Regions from separate parts of the Mus musculus genome. Here region 1 is linked to region 2. A link is a contact called in public HiChIP or PLAC-seq data. All regions are on one chromosome and are shown on one strand. The core of a region is the stretch at or near the end of the contact, and the rest is flanking DNA. Distances in the headings are between cores, read along the strand shown. Region 1 holds the start of Scube3 (signal peptide, CUB domain, EGF-like 3). Region 2 holds the start of Nudt3 (nudix (nucleotide diphosphate linked moiety X)-type motif 3).

Region 1 (3,343 bases), core at 500-2,999, 520 kb before region 2:
TGCACTACAAAAGCCAGCTTTGTTTACGAAAACACACAAGCAAATCCTCTGTGGGGAGAGGGGCTGTTCCAGGCGGCGGCAGCAGCGGGCTGTCTGGTACGAAGGCTGCAGAAGCGGCAGTTTGAAGCTGGAAGGAAGTGAGGGTGGGGTCTGGTACTTGACAGCTGAGGGGCTCTCGTGTTTGGTTATGTTAATGGACAGGTCTGAGGGGGCAAGGGAAGAGGCAGTGTTTTGGACGAGGAGGGAGGTGTTAGCTTAGCACCTTCTACCAACAGTGAAAAGCTGCTGGCATAGCCCAGTTTAAGATTCAGCACACACACCCCGCCCGCCCCCCCCCCCCCCCCGCCCCCGACACACTGACCCGACTGACTGACTGCCAGACAACTCGACGACTTCCTCAACTCCCAAGTTCAACTTTCCTCCTGACTCAGACACCTCTTCATCCCTGGCTGGCTTCAGGAACCCCCAGGACAATAGACAGAATCTACCTCCCCAGGCAAAATCTTGCTAAGAGGAATTTTCTTTTTGTCCATATAAATCTCTTTTGGGTGAGGACAGCGTGGGGGGAGGGGTACAGCAGGTCAATGGGGGGAGGGGAGGCTGTCCCCAGAGAACTGTGGGACACCAGCCTGGTTTCTGCCAGCGCAGCCTTGGGACTGGCTGGCCCAGGAGCGCGGGGTCAGGGACCGGGGCAGGAGGGCCTCCCAGTCTCCCTCTAATTCCTAGAGGGATCTGTCAGAGCTCCCAGCCTGGAATTTTACTTTGTTATTTTAATGCAATTCTAACCTGGATTTAAATGGAATTGGAAACCCCAGGCCTTAATAAATAAATATTATGATAAGAAATGAAAGCCATGCGAGACGAAAGGGATTCCCCCCCCCCAAAGGCAGAAACGCAACGTTCGTGCCAGAAGGCAGTCACAGACATTTTCTCCTACTGCTCCTACTATTCTGTGACAGGCAGTCGGTTTCACCGCGAAAGAGGTGTTTTTCTTTAACATCCTTCGACTTGATAAGACGGTAACTTCGAAATTTCGGCCTGACTCTGCCTCATGCGGGCAGGGGAGGAGGTTACGAAGCGTATAGCAGAGTTGAAAACTTCCTTCCCTCAGTCTCAAGCTCCAAAGTGGAGTCCCTGGCAATGTTTGAGAGAAGATTCTCTCTGACCTCGGAGGAAGATGCTAGATGGTGGCAGGGAAGCCGGCAGAAGTGCATGCATGCTCCTTTCTGCTGGCCGCCCCCCTCCCCAGGCGCTATTGCCTGTCGCGCAGCGCCCCGAGGTCTAGCGTCCCTGTGCCCCACTGGCCGAAGAGTCGGGGGGCACAGGGCCGGGTCCTGACAGCCACGCACTTCTAGACACCTGCCCTGGTGGCTCGGGCCCCGCCGTCCCGCCGCCCCTCTGTCCCGCCGCCCCGCCGCCCCACAATCCCGCACCGCGCCTCCCTTACCTTGCGCAGCTTTGCCATGCTGGGCGGCGCGCGCGTGGACCAGCAGGAGGAGCAGGCAGAGCCCGGGGACGCGCCCCGAGCCCATGGCCTGGAGCTCCGCGCGGCGGGGCCGCGGGGGTGTCGCAGCCCCGGGGAGGGCGCGAGGAGGAGGGGGAGGGGACTGGAAGGCGCCCCGCGGAGGCTCCGGGCTGGGCGTGGGGAGCGCGCGGTGGGGAACGCGGGCAGGCGCGGGGCGGCGGCCCGAGGGGCGGCCCGGGCTATCGCACCCGACGCCCAGCTTCGCCCGCGGGGAGCTGTAGCCTGAGAGCGAGCGCGCAGAGCCGGAGCTGGGACCTGAGAAAGGGGAGGGGAGACGTAGCGCCTAAACACGCCCTTTCTGCCTCTTTCTTCCTCCCTTGCTTTCTCGTCTCCCGGGCTCCGTCTGTTTTTCTTCGCCTTTCTCCTCCTCCTCCTCCTCTTTCTCCTCCTCTCCTTGCTCCTTTTCGTTTTCTTCCTCCTCCCCTTCCCACTGCCCCTCCTGCTTCTCCTCTCCGTCCTCCTCCTCCTCCACCTCCTTTTTCGTGCCCTTTTTTTTTTTTCTTTCAAAGGGGGCCTCGGCGTGGCGGCCGCTCCCCCTGCGCGCCCGGGCGCGCGGCCCCCTCCCCAGGCTGCCGGGCCGCTGCCTGCAGGAATTTACAATCCGGCGCTGGGGGAGCGGGCCCGGTCTCCATGGAGACGGCTTCCCCGGGAGCAGGGAGGTCAGGCGCAGACCGCGCACAATCAATGGATCAATGCAAGCCCCCGCTCCGCTCCAGACCAAACAGCACCGGGGCTCCGGCTCGTCCGCTCGTTCCCTGTGGGGAGCTAGCGGGGGAGCCGAGGGTGCGCCCCCCGCGCTCGCACGTCAGGAGGGCCGAACGGCGAAGGTCTGCACGCGCACCTCGGCGGGGAGACAAAGAGGGCGCGAGGTGTCGAGAAAGCTTGGAAGGGCTGCACCTCGGAACAGAGATGGGCTGGGACTCCGGTCCAAGGAACGTCCTCCGAACCTTTAGCCCTAAAGTCACTCCCACCCTCTGGACACAATCCTCATACTCAGATGAGTCCTGGCTAAAACTGCCCGGCTCCAAGGGCAGGCTCTGTGGGCGTTGAAGGTAGCCCGCTGAGACGCCCTTCTCGGCGTGGCTCCCATATGCACTGTCTAGTGCTCAGCACACCGGTAGAAGCTACCCCACGATCATCTTTGGCACACACAAAGGCTCTGTACAATCTCTCCAAACCGGCTTCCAGTGCTAACCTCACTGGCAGCAGAGATTAGGTTTAAAGTAGAGACACTCTGCCGATGGAGCAAGTTCCCCTGGGTCCTGGACACTGTCCCCTTTCCCCCTATCCCTTTAGTCGCTCTGAGCCAATTGTACCAGGCCTCAGAGTCCTGCCTGCTTCAGAGCCAATTTTGTGCAGGAAAAAAAAAAAAAATCCCAGGGTACCCAGGAAAACTGGGCAATGACCAAGGTCTCCCTAAAGATGACTCAGTCCTCAAACCCTTGGCATTGGCAGCGGGCTTCAGCTGGGGTGGGGGTGGGCTCTGTAAGCAGACGCCTGCCTACCCTGGAGAAGAGTTGAGCCCTCCCTTTAGCAGGGATTAAATGAAAGGGTAAGAGAACGAACAGAGAAAGAGGCTTTGACTTCCCAGTTCCAGCTCCTGAGAAGCCTCTTGGCTTCCGGTCCCATCTCGATTGACCTCAGTTTCCCCAGCTAGAAAAGGAGGATGGGTTTATTGGGCCAGAGGATGCTGAGGGGACGCTGCCCCTGGAAAGCCAGGAAGAGGAACCCTCGAGGCCCCTTGTACAATGCGAGAGATGGCGCGGGCGAGGTGAACACACAGGTCATGGGAATGGAGTGGAGGCCACAGAAAGGTTG
Region 2 (3,207 bases), core at 100-2,599:
TTATTGGTGTTTTGGCTGTATATATATCTGTGTGAAGGAGCCAACAGACAGTTGTGAGCTACTCTGTATGGTACCATGTGAACTACCATATACTGGGAATTGAATCAGGGTCCTCTGGAAGAACAGCCAGTGTTCTTAATCACTGAGCCATCCCTCCAGCCCCTTCATTTAGTTTTTAAAGAAGTTAGAATATGTGTGGACACATATGTCATAGAGCACATGTAGCGGTGAAGCTTGTGGGAGTTGGTTCTCTCCTTTCGCTATGTGTGCCAGGGATCTAGCTCAGGTGGTCAGGCTCCATGGCCAGTGCCCTTTTAAACTGACACATCTCTTGGGCCCCTCTAGATTATTAATGAAGTATACTACATACAAGATGATTAAAACAGGTAACGGGGACCCGTCAGATATCCCAGAAAGGTCATTTGCAGCCAGGCCTGACCACTTAAATTCAGTCTCCTGGTCCTCTGTGGTGGGAGAAAATGGATTCGTTTAAGTTGCCCTCTGACCTCACAGAAGCAATCATGGCGCACACACCTGTCCCCACAAACGTACGCTGTGCGCTTTGGGATTTATTTATAAATCTTGAATATCTTGACAGAATTTTCTAAACGTTTAGCACACGGTAATGGTGCCCGTTTTGTTGCAGGAACGCTGTAGCCCACTTTCACGTCCTCTAAGAGGGTCATCCCAGTGTTATAGTCACGGCCAGAAACCATATTTCATGATTTACGTACGTGTGCTGTGCACACTCTTACAGTCTCTCCCTTTCTGCTCCTGTTTAAGAGGATGGCGTTCTCTCTTTTCTTTCCTTCCTTTTTTATTTTCTTTTTTGCAGTGCTGAGGTTCGAACCCAGTCCCTCAAGCATGTCGCCAGGCAAGTGGCAGCTTTTGCCTTTTTTGCACAAATGGCTGCAGGACGCACATATGTCCAGACAGCTACCAACTGACCGCAAAGAGCAGCCCCGCCCCGCCCCACTCCTGATCCCCAGCAGCTAAGGTTGACAGTCTGCGGCGAGGGACAGCAGAGCGGCGCTGTCACTCTCCCTGTCATCTGAGCGGCGCGACCTTGGATCGGGCTGGGCCGCTCAGCCGGTGACCTTGGGCGGGCCCCTGCTCTCTGCCCAGCGGCGCCCGGGACCGTGGGGTCGCGGGTGGTGCCCACGCGCCGCGCCTCACCCGGCTTCCGCCATCCCCAGCCCTACGCTGTCTGCGTAGCAGCCGCGCCAGCTTCCGCGGCCTTCAGTGCAGACGCTCTCCCGCGCCGGGCGCGATTCCGGAACGCCGTCCGCGCTGCGCACGCGCGGCCGTCCGGCGAGCCCGCGTGCCTTACGCAGCTGACGCAGCGCGTCCAAAATGGCGGCGCGGTCGTCGTCGGGGGCGGCGGCGGTAGAGGGGGCGGTGGCGGTGGCGACGGCGGCCGTGACGGCGGCGCAGGGCCTGGGCCGGGGGCAATGAGGCTGTCCCGCCGCGGAGCCGTGTAGCGGACACACAGACCCTCCTCCCCGCCCTCTCGATCGAGCCTGGGGCGCGCGCGCGCGCGGCCGCCCGCCTGCAGCAGGCTCCCCTTCCCTGGACTCCGAGGCCCCGCACGGCACCCCCCACCCGGGCCCGGAGGATGATGAAGCTCAAGTCGAACCAGACCCGCACCTACGACGGCGACGGCTACAAGAAGCGGGCCGCGTGCCTGTGCTTCCGCAGCGAGAGCGAGGAGGAGGTGAGGCGCCCTGCCGGGGGTCGGCGGCGCCCGACGGGGTTTCCTGGGGAGAAGGGGGGGTGGGGAGCGGAGTGGAGAGGGCCCGGGGCAGCGGGATGCCATCCCGCGGCGGGCCGTCGGGGGTTGGCCGCCGTTCGCCCGGGGCAGTGGCTAGGCAGCTCGGCGCTCGGCACACGTGCATGGGGCGCAGGCCGGCCTTTGTGGCGGAGCGGAGGGCCGCTCCCTCCCTCCCTCCCTCCCCGCAGGGTTGCTGCTGGCCGAGGGGAGGTGGCTGCGGGCGAGCACTGGCAGCGACAAGCCGGGGCCAGCCGTTCGATTCTAACGTTGAGCTGCTGAGTCCGTATGGTTGGAGCCTGAAAAGAAAGGGCACTGGACACGGTTGTCGTCGAGGTTGTTATTCATATTGACCGGAACACTTCACGACCATCAAAAGCTGTATTTATGAAGATCTCTGTCCCGACGTTTCTCTGCTGTGCCCAATAGGATGAGTCGTAGGGTAAGCTAGGATAATAGAACGTTTTAGAGTCTTGTTCCTTTTTCCTTAAGGAACTTAAAAAAAAATTTTTTTTTCGGCTTCACAAAGCCGTTTCTGTGGTGATGAAGCGAGATTCATGAAAGGCGCGTGGTTTGTAAATCCACAAAGAATAGCTGCTTTGGAAATTCATAAAATGCCTGTGGGGACACATTGCTGTCGTGTGTGTGCATGGTGGTAAGATGGCAGTTCGCTTGAAAACAATGAAGGGCAGTGAAACTGAGTATGTTTTATCCCGGCCCTCGGCGGTGGGCTGGGGTGGCAAGCCTGCAGTACGGTGCATCGTGTTGAAATGGGCGACAGGAACTTGACCCGTTAGTTATGAAAGGCTCTGATGAAAGGGAGGATGGACTACCAGGAATCACTGTCCGGTAGATACTCAGGAGGAGGAAGAGGAGGAGGAGGAGGGGGAATTTAAATGAAATGACGGCCTGAAGAAAATCCGTGAAAGCATTCTTTGTGCTGTTGAGGGATTGCAAAACAGGAGTTTTGGAAATGTATACTTTGTTACTTTCCTTCATTACCAAAGGTCCCCGAAAGACGCGCTTTGTAAGTAAGCAAGGTCAAGTTTTAAATGATGCGCTGGCTTTGGAATACGTGAGGTAAAACTGTCTATGGTGAAGGCTGTTCTAGAAGCTTTGTTTTCTTCATTATCATATGGGAAGTCAGATGGGATCTGGGCTGTTAGCGGGAGGAAAAGGAATTAGCATAATGACATGCCTCACTGCAGTGCTGTGGTTAGGTCTGGCCAAGTTTAAAGTAGAAGGCTGTGTAATTTAGTCATGAACACTGCAAAACCCTTTGTTTTAAGAAGATCATCCTAGAGGTGAAAATGTGAATATTTTGGATAAATACTAGAAACTCAAGATCCTTAACAAAGGAACAACCGATTTTCTAATTTTGGTTAGAAGTTTTACAATGGACTGGCGGCAGTTTGGCCACCTATTGCCTTGTGTAGGTC

The links. HiChIP or PLAC-seq counts read pairs in DNA pulled down with a chosen protein or histone mark.
Region 1: a contact with region 2 is called in an H3K4me3 HiChIP or PLAC-seq map of embryonic limb bud, with 3 times the contacts expected there. The contact joins the promoter of Scube3 here to the promoter of Nudt3 in region 2. A contact is called at or near these places in 4 of 39 promoter capture datasets (the SN4741 cell line, cranial neural crest, hippocampal neurons and 1 more), 4 of 115 datasets of contacts at active chromatin or transcription factors (T-cell acute lymphoblastic leukemia, embryonic limb bud, embryonic stem cells and 1 more) and 1 of 9 other capture datasets (pancreatic islet).

The regions. Positions count from the first base shown.
Region 1 is chr17:28,140,715-28,144,057 of GRCm38.p6, reverse strand. Scube3 (signal peptide, CUB domain, EGF-like 3) reads right to left here and starts at 1,749. Exons shown (of 22, transcript NM_001004366.2): 1 at 1,448-1,749. The coding sequence starts at 1,532.
Region 2 is chr17:27,621,594-27,624,800 of GRCm38.p6, reverse strand. Nudt3 (nudix (nucleotide diphosphate linked moiety X)-type motif 3) reads left to right here and starts at 1,349. Exons shown (of 5, transcript NM_019837.2): 1 at 1,349-1,714. The coding sequence starts at 1,616.